Linked DNA regions of Zea mays: regions 1 and 2 are each linked to region 3. A link is a contact called in public Hi-C data. All regions are on one chromosome and are shown on one strand. The core of a region is the stretch at or near the end of the contact, and the rest is flanking DNA. Distances in the headings are between cores, read along the strand shown.

Region 1 (2,929 bases), core at 130-2,629, 760 kb after region 3:
GGGAAAGTAATTAGATTTCCTTAAAAAAACCAAAGAACTTGTTCGTTTACGTTGGATTGCACCCGAAATTGTTACAGCTAATCAAAATTTATATAAATTAGAAAAACAATCAGGTTAGTTACGTCGGATTACACCCGAAATCGTTAAAGCTAATCAAAGTTTATATAAGGGCTTATTCGTTTGTGTTGGGTTGCACCCGGAGTCGTTCCAGTTAATCAAAGTTTATATAAATTAGAGAAGTAATCCGGTTAGAAATCGTTCCGACCCACCAATCCGACACAAACGAATAAGACCTAAATTAATCAGACTAGAAATCGTTCCGACCCACCAAACCGGCACAAACGAACAAGGCCTAATTCAAGTTCGCACAAAGTGTAGTACTAATGCCTTCATTGTTGGTCTTTTTATTATTCTCCCAGCACCCAAAAAGGGAGGGAAATAGCGCTCGCCCTTGCGTGGCGCGTTCCCCGCGTGTGCCAGTGCCAGTACAGAGTTTCTGAATTCAAATTCGAACTCGCTCCCGGCACCCCCACTTTCTTCCCAGTCCAGTAGTAGCTCCATAGCGTGGTCTCTCCTCTCCCAACCTCCTGCGCTGGAGACAGACTCTACAGCTCAGTAGCTCCAGAGCGTCATGTCGCTGGCGCCGTCGTCGTCGTCGCCGTCCACGATGCTATGCCATCCGCCGGCGCCGGCGCCGCTTTGCCAGCAGTCGCTGCTCCCGCTCACCATCCCGTCGTCGTAGCAATACGAGTGGTCGAACTCCATGCCGCCGCCGTACATCGCCGCCGCGGCGGCGGCGGCGGCGGCGACGTCGTCCGCCTGCGAGGGCGCGACCACGTCAGCGGCAACGGCGGCAGTCTCATCCTGCTGCGAGGCGGCGTCGGCGAGCTGGATGGCGGCGCGGCGGATGTCGTCGGGGGTGGCGAGCGTGGCGGGGTCGACCTGGAGCAGGCGCGCCGAGTCGGCGAAGTTGAGGCACGCGGCGCGGCCCCGCAGGGCCAGCGCGGCCACGTCGTGCGCGCGCGCGGCGGCCTCGGGGGTGGCGAAGGTGCCGAGCCAGATGCGCGACTTCTTGTTGGGCTCGCGGACCTCGCACACCCAGCGCCCCGCGGGCCCGCGCCGCCGCACGCCGCGGTACACGGGGTGCCGCGTCTCCCGGAACTTGGTCCGCCCCGCCGGCCGCTTGGGTGGCGCCGACAGCACCGTCGCGTACTCGTCGTCGCCGCCGCCGCCGCCGTCCGCGGACTCCGCCGGCTCCTGGCGCTCGTCGTACCCGTACCCGTAGCCGTAGCCGACGGCGGCGTACTCCATGTGATGGCAGTGGTGGCTGCTGCTGCTTGTCTTGCGATGTGCTGGTTCGATGCGGAACGCGATGGCTGATGGCGTGGCTGGCGATGGATGGAGTCGGGAGTTGTGGTCTGGTTTATATATATAGGATTTGGTGGTACGTGGATCAGGAGGAGCGGGAGAAGTTTGAAGGCGGGAGTCAGTCAGTTGGGCGGGCGCGTGGCGGGACTTGGGAGGTGTGAGCTGGAGACTGGCTGGGGGAGTCGGGGACAGTGCTGCGTGCGGGACGGTGGCGAGGCGGCGGGGGAAGACGCGTTGGCGTCAGCGTGGCGTCGTCGGCTCCACTCCCATCCCATTCCCATTGCTTAGCAGTCGCCGTTAAGGAAAGTCGCGCGGACTGACATGCGGCAGGGCCCCCGCCATGGCAGCGACAGAGGATCAGGAGATGGCCACGTGGAGATGGCGACAACGGCTGGCTTTTGGGCGGCGGCAGACCTCTTCGGTCTTTCGCTCGCTTCACTGACAACACCGAGAATCAGCAGGGCACACAGAGAATCTCTAAAAAGGAAGAAGAAAAAAATCTAGCAGGGCAACGTAGAATAGAATCAATAATAAAAAAAATATCAGAGCCGTGGGCAGGGCACGTGACGGCGGCCGGTGGGCTTCGGCACATGCGCCATGCGGTGCGGCGGCGGCGGCAGGCCACTGGTTTTCCGTCGGCTTGTTGATCATTTCCAGCTCGGAGACAGGGCCGTGGCGCCGCCCGCGGAAACGCGTGGGGCTACCTGCCTGCCGCCGCCCCCGACACCGACCGGAGGCGCCTGCCTCCGCTCCTCCTCGTCCGGACTCGTTTCGATGTAGCCGCGCGTCCGCCCTTGCGTCCTCCGCGCTCAACGCTTGATGATCGGGTGTCGCCGTCTGCTACTCGATCTCCTCCCGCCCCGGCCCCACCGAATCCATCACCCGCCGAGGGGATGGAGACGGGGTTCGACGTGGCCTGCCCGGGTTGGGCCAGGCGACCGGGTCGTCAGTGATCAAGAAGCACAAGCACTGCACGCGTGGGCCGCCCATCCACATCCAGGACGAACCGCCGTAGCTTACTTACTAGTACTTTCAGTTCCAGCAGAAGCCGGGATGAAAATGCGGAAATTTTCCAGTTTCCCCAGTGTCGTGTGTGGTCCACCGCTCGTGTCGTGGATGAGATATAGATAGGGGCGAGGGTACCGGATATAGATACTATAAATAAATACATTTTTTCACTAATAACTTAGATACTTTTATATTCGTGATGGATATAGGTTAATAGATAGATAGTAGTAAAATAGTACAACTTTGGATTCGGATTCGATATGGATTTTCCTTATCTTTAAAGCCGCACGGAAACGACGCATACTAGGCTATCCACGTATGCAGAATTTCGTCTCCCGCACGATTGTTCATCCACGGCTTCTATCGTTCAACCGCTTTCCATCTCTAGATGCTTCTACCTGGTTCACGTTCCCTTCTCCGCTGCAGTTTGGTGAACACACCTCTATCGCCCCGACCTCGACGCGACCCCTCTCGCTTGGATCCGGACGGCCCGGTCCCTCCGCCCTCCCATGCGCACGGCGCCGCCGCCGCCGCAGCCGACATGACGCTCGCA
Region 2 (3,087 bases), core at 64-2,563, 570 kb after region 3:
TCTTTTTTTCAGTATTAATATTAGTGTCAGTGTGTGTGTACTGACAAACAGTGGAGGACAAACCATAATGTTTGTCCATTGTGTTGAAATGATTCAGCACAATGATATGATACCAGAAAACATATCCATGCAGGATACTGGACATTAAATTATAGCGTTTGATGCTTTGAGAATCTTTTGCTAAAAAATGGCCCACTAATGCCCCCACACCTCCGTTTTACTTTGTACTTGTTTATTTAAGATTTAGTCTTTAGGTACTACCATAATGATTACTGGTTGAGGAGTCTAGCTTTTAGATGATTGCAGACAATGTAAAATGACAAAATAACTGCGCGTTACTTGTGCAGATGCAGATTTGTGGTACCTGAAGAGGGAGACCTGCACGAGGTTGGAGGGCCACCACATCGCCGCCGGCTCCACCAGATACCGCCGGAAAACTCCCGCCCAACCGAACCCCATCACCTGATGAGGGTACCCAACCGGCCAGTTCATGCAAGCTCCCGCTTGTTTGGAGGAGAACTAACAAACTCCTCTCGTCCCGTACCTGGCTGGTGAGGATGAGGAGGAGGGCGATGAGGAAGGACATGTGCTGGCCGTAGAAGACGCGGACAGAGGTCACAAGATTCTTGGCGAACACGGTGCCGGCGCCGGCGTTGGCGAAGATGGTGATGAGGACATGCTCCTTCACGCTGAAGGGCCCCGGGTTGAGGGTGAACTCGCACGGGCGGCCGCGGAAGAAGGCGCGCTCCGGCAGCGCCGCGGCCATGAGGCGGCCGACGGGGAGCACGGCGACCTGCGCCGACACGGCGGTGACGGTGAGCGGCTCCTTGCGGTACCCGAAGAAGGCGTTGAGGAAGGAGAGCGCGGCGCAGGACGCCGTGCCCAGCACCCACGTCCGGAACGTCAGCGCCGGCGTCGCCGGGTCGTCCCACGCCGGCACCGTCAGCGCCACCTGCTCGATCGGAGAGCCGTTGTCGTCCCCCGCTTCAGCCTCCTTTTCCTCCGCCGAGCCATGCGGGCGCCGCGACGACGGTTGCACTGCATGACAAGGAACGGGAATAAAGCAAACGGAGCGGTAGTGCGGTCCACTTGCCACCGCAACGAGGAAACGGAGAGCTGGGAAAGGGGAGCATTACGCAGCGGAGAGGTGATCAGCTGGATGCCATGGCGATCGTGCTCCTCTCCCGCCTCGTCGTGCTCCTCCAGTTGGTGGACGGACGACGCCATGATTGGGTTGGGACTTGGGAGTTATGACTGGGACTTGGCCGGCTGACAGTGGCAATAGCAGCTGCAGGTGTTGCCGTGCTGGGCTCCTTTCAGCTGACTCGTCTGCTCTGGCATTTATTACACTACAGATCGTGCTCGATGGGCCCCCTCTCCCCACTGGCCACTACTACAATAGCTATCATATACCAAAGGCCACTAGTTTCTCCCTACCTCACCAATAAAACTTGAACCCCAAAAAAAAACCAAGCACTCCTTGTGATACGAGAAAGAACGACGTCCACATACATGGAATGAAAGGCTACAGAGCGCTGAGTTTATCGATGGCAATAGCAAGTGTCTCTTTTGCTTCTGAGGACATGCATAATTTTTTTTGTGGGAACAGTCTAAAAGGCGCCGCCTGCTCGTTCTCCCTTCGATGGGCTGGAATTTGCTCTTCTTCAGACGATCGTGGGCCGTCCGTCGGCCCAGGAAAGAAAAAGGAGCAGAATGTCGTGTGCGGCTGCTACGTACGGACACTCGCAAAGGCTTGTACGTAGGTCCTGAACTTTACCTGAAAACACGACAATGTAGCAGGAGTACCGTGACGGTGAACCGCCAACAGCTCCAACAAGGCCGACAGAAAGACCGTCCCGTTCTGAAAAAGTAGCCAACGCCAACTAATCCCACCCGCACCGGCTGCAGGTCAACCGGTAGTTTGTTTGCCCTAACTATTAGGAACAGGGGTAGGGCTGGAAACGATCCCAGCTCAGCTCGCCTCGACGTGGCTCGGTGCAGCTGCGAGCCGGCTCGGTCATATTGCGAGCCCACCCGAGAGGCTCGGCTCGGCTCGGTAATTGCTTGCGCTAAATAGCGTTTAGAATATAAATTATTTATATATTTTTTATTATATCTAAGATAAAAAAAATTACGTATAATATATTTCTAGACTACAATATAAGCGTATCACATATCAAGTCCAAGAAATTTTACAAAATAGTTCAAAACATAATAATAATATGATATAATAGTATACTTGAGGTTGTTAACTTGACTCGCGAGCTGGACCGAGCCGGCTCGGCTCTCAGTTCTGGCGAGCTGCAAAACTAGACTCGGTTCTGGCTCGCGAGCCGACTCAAGCCTCACCGAGCCTCAATCCATATGGATTGAGGGAGATTGATGGGATTTCAATACTTAGCAAGTAAAAATCTCTCTCAATCCGTATCAATCCTGTCACAAGCTCTAAATTGGGCGAGAACCGGTAGTTGTGAGGGGGAGCGACCCGCCCCCGCCGCTCACGACACGTGTCTACGCGTAAACACTTGGACGCTTTTGGGAACTGCTTGTTCTTGCTTGTGTCGTCGTGTAGTCTAGAGATGGATTTCGAAGGAGCAAAGGGAAAACGGAGGAGATATTTTTCCGTGGGCGACCGTTCAGCTGCTGACGCGTGGACCTGCACTGCACTTGCGGAACAAGAGGAAACGGCGGCCGCCGTTAGATCAGGACCAGACGTGGTGATGATAGGCTGCTCGCGAAACAAAACACGAGCGCGCTCTCTCTCTCCCAGCCGTAGGAAGCATAAGCGACCGACGTCACATCACACGGTTACATTTTCTCCCTTTTTTTTCCTCCGCAAAGGAACCACACCCGCGGCGCCAGCCATGGCAGGTCCCACCCACGACGTACTTGGCCTGGGAGGAGAACCGGAGAAGCGAAGCAACGGCAAAGAAAGGCCGCGGCACGGATTTTTAAAATCCACCCAAAGTCCAACCACTAACTAGTACACCCACCTAATTCGAAATCAGACCCGACCAGACCAACCACACGTTGTTGGAACAAATTCAATTCAACTCAACCCTCCCCCTGGCAATCCTACTCCTGCAA
Region 3 (3,141 bases), core at 518-3,017:
GGTCAGTTGCAACTAGTCAACAAATCTCTAGGCCTAATTGTTGGATAAAGTGGGGAAGTAGAGAACTAAGGATACTGACAAATTGATGGAGTCAGAGACTAGTGCTCATTCGGCGAAAACATAAAGACAGCAGAAAGAGACTAAAAGTCATCGACAAAGAAAATGGTAATTTCATATTTCAATGACTAACCTGACGAGTCAATGGACTAAAGCAAGGCTGGCCACTTGAGAATCCAGAAAATGAGTTTGGAAATGTCTGGACCGATGAAGATAGGTGCCTCACAGTGAAGTCCACTTTACCAACAAGTCCTGAAGTGCCAAATGGAGATGGAATCAGCCTACTTAGGTAAACACACACACACACCATCACAAGACTGAAAAGGCTTGATATTGCTGGAACTTAGGAACTCAATGATATCCGGTGATCACTTGATGACATAAATTTTTAGCCATAACCATCTCATGTTGTTAATGATCAGTAATTTGAGCAATAGGATCTGTATTAAAGGTAAAAGTAAGGTTACTATCAGGGCAACCCATCCTATACAATTGTAGCTGTCAAAGAAACAGTACATTTTTATCTCATTAGTCATATGACTGTAACACAAGAGGCAAACTATTTTTTTGTTGTGTAAACGAATGCCTATGTAATCTCACAACACATATACACAGCAGAAAGAAATACTCCCTCCGTTTTTTAAATTTGTCGTGTTTTAGTTCAAAAATGAACTAGCGGGCGACAAATACTCGATCGAGAACGGAGGGAGTACAAACTAAGCTCACAAAATCCTTGAGAGGAAGGGTACAGAATTCCAGATCTGAGCAGTTGTGTGGGTGGGGGTGGGGGGCAGAGCTCAAAATTGTCGTGTCGATTCGAACCCAAATGCAACACTGGAACCCACGACAAGGTTCGGGCAACAGATGCCACTTTTTTTAACTGAACTACACTAAAATGGTAGTAGTATTCAGAATCTCACTCCAATCCTGTAGAAATCATAAGAGCATCCTGAGTGGGGGTGAGAGAGGAATGGGGGAAGCATGGATTGATCCGCGCGCACCGTATAGAATGCCGAGGACGAGGCCGCACACCACCGCGGACGCGACGACCCAGATGAGCGCAGTCCTGAGCCTCTTCCCGACGGACCTGCAGGGAAGGCAGATCCAAATCAGCAGCGGGAATGAAGAAGAACGGATGGAAACGCAGGCAAGGGGGGAGGGGGGAAGCGGCGAGGGGGGAAGTTACTTGTCCTGGTCGCCCTCGTAGTAGAACATGGCGAAGGGGATGACGAGGAAGACGAGGACGGCGTCTACGATGTAGACGACGAGCCAGAGCGTCCTCATGGGGAGCGTGAGACTGCAGGCGCCGTTGTAGACGGCCTTGCGGCAGGCCTGGCGATTGGCGACGTCGGCAGGGAGCATGAGGATTGAGAGGACGGCGACGGTGAGGCCGAGCACGACGACGAGCTTGGGGAAGTAGGCCTGGTTGACGTCGTCGGGGTGCTGGTAGTTGACGAGCAGGTAGACGCTGACGAGCAGCACCAGCACGCTGACCACCGCCGCCACGATCACCAGCGCGACGTTGAAGTCCCCCATCGGGGTGGCCGCCGCCGGATCTCGCGCCCTTCCTCCTAGTCTCCAACTCCCACTAGGGTTTGGGCAGTCCCCCTCGCTCCGGCGGCGCCAGCGGCGCGGGGGGAGGGGAGCACCACCGGCGAGCGGGATCTGGGCAGGACGGCAGCGGTGGGTGCAAGAAGGGAGGCAGGTAGCTGCGGGCTACCAGCAGCGCGTGAGGGTAGAGGTGGGGTGCGGTGGGTAGTGGGTTGACGACGTCGAGGGGGGAAAGGGACGGGGGCGACTGGGAGAGGCAGAGGAAGGAGGCTGGAGGCCAACAGCGTGGGCTAGGCTGGCGCCGGCTCGGGCGGTTTGGTCGGGGTGGGGGCGGCTTTGGTTGGGTTCTCTTTTCGGCGGGCGGAGTGTTTTTCCTTCGGAGCGCTGTGCGTTCCGGACTCATGGGCCGAGACCGAATGGCCCACGATCAGCACTTGAAGGACGATAGCCCAACCACTGCCGAAGAGGCGCTGGCAGGCCTAATCCAACGGTTGCAGAAATTTGGTCCGTCGCTTCCTGTCCGTGGCCGTCGCTGCTGGTCTACGCCGGGACGTGAGCACGACAAGGACATCGCTGCGGTCGTCTCGTCGCTGTAGAAAAACAATCACACGCGAACACGGTGAGTATTTCTGTTACCAATTCATTTCTCCCTTTCTCCATACGAATGCAGTCGTACTTATAGACACTTACAAAGGCCGGCCCACAACGGTCTCGGTTCTAAGTGTTGAGAACCATTGATAGTCGCCTAGAGGGGGTGAATAGGGCGAAACTGAAATTTATAAATATAAACACAACTACAAGCCGGGTTAGCGTTAGAAATATAAACTAGTCCGCGAGAGAGGGTGAAAAACAAATCGCAAGCAAATGAAGAGTGTGACACGTGGATTTGTTTTACCGAGGTTCGGTTCTTGCAAACCTACTCCCCGTTGAGGAGGCCACAAAGGCCGGGTCTCTTTCAACTCTTCCCTCTCTCAAACGGTCCCTCGGACCGAGTGAGCTTCTCTTCTCAAATCAAACCGGGAACAAAACTTTCCCGCAAGGGCCACCACACACTTGGTGCCTCTTGCCTCGATTATAATGGAGTTTTGATCACAAGAACAAGTGAGAAAGAAAAGAAGCAATCCAAGCGCAAGAGCTCAAAAAGAACACGGCAAATCTCTCTCGCTAGTCACTAAAGCCTTGAGTGGAATTGGAGAGGATTTGATCTCTTTGGTGTGTCTAGAATTGAATGCCTAGCTCTTGTAAGTGGTTGAGAAGTGGAAAACTTTGATGCCATGAATGGTGGGGTGGTTGGGGTATTTATAGCCCCAACCACCAAAAGTGGCCGTTGGGAGGTTGTCTGTTCGATGGCGCACCGGACAGTCCGGTGCACACCGGACATGTCCGGTGCCCCCGCCACGTCATCACTGCCGTTGGATTCTGACCGTTGGAGCTTCTGACTTGTGGGCCCGCCTGGATGTCCGGTGCACACCGGACATGCACTGTTCCCTGTCCGGTGCGCCAGTATGGGCGACTCTGACTTCTGCGCGCGCT

What was found. Hi-C and Micro-C count contacts between places; a contact is called where the count stands out from the background.
Region 1: a contact with region 3 is called in a Hi-C map of bundle sheath, with 2.7 times the contacts expected there. The contact joins the promoter of LOC100384479 here to the promoter of LOC100191580 in region 3. A contact is called at or near these places in 3 of 25 Hi-C or Micro-C datasets (bundle sheath, ear and tassel).
Region 2: a contact with region 3 is called in a Hi-C map of bundle sheath, with 6 times the contacts expected there. The contact joins the promoter of LOC100383021 here to the promoter of LOC100191580 in region 3. A contact is called at or near these places in 4 of 25 Hi-C or Micro-C datasets (bundle sheath, ear, leaf mesophyll and 1 more).

What each region holds. Positions count from the first base shown.
Region 1 is chr6:71,854,036-71,856,964 of Zm-B73-REFERENCE-NAM-5.0, reverse strand. It overlaps LOC100384479, which reads right to left and starts at 1,379. Exons shown (of 1, transcript NM_001177010.1): 1 at 206-1,379. The coding sequence starts at 1,311. The coding sequence ends at 613. It overlaps LOC103629414 (ATP-dependent zinc metalloprotease FTSH 8, mitochondrial), which reads left to right and starts at 1,966. Exons shown (of 6, transcript XM_008650546.4): 1 at 1,966-2,144; 2 at 2,803-2,929. The coding sequence starts at 1,966.
Region 2 is chr6:72,050,937-72,054,023 of Zm-B73-REFERENCE-NAM-5.0, reverse strand. It overlaps LOC100383021 (Oligopeptide transporter 7), which reads right to left and starts at 1,313. Exons shown (of 7, transcript NM_001361344.1): 1 at 1,137-1,313; 2 at 545-1,038; 3 at 365-462. The coding sequence starts at 1,227.
Region 3 is chr6:72,617,564-72,620,704 of Zm-B73-REFERENCE-NAM-5.0, reverse strand. LOC100191580 reads right to left here and starts at 1,767. Exons shown (of 14, transcript NM_001137010.1): 1 at 1,244-1,767; 2 at 1,059-1,144; 3 at 191-309. The coding sequence starts at 1,593.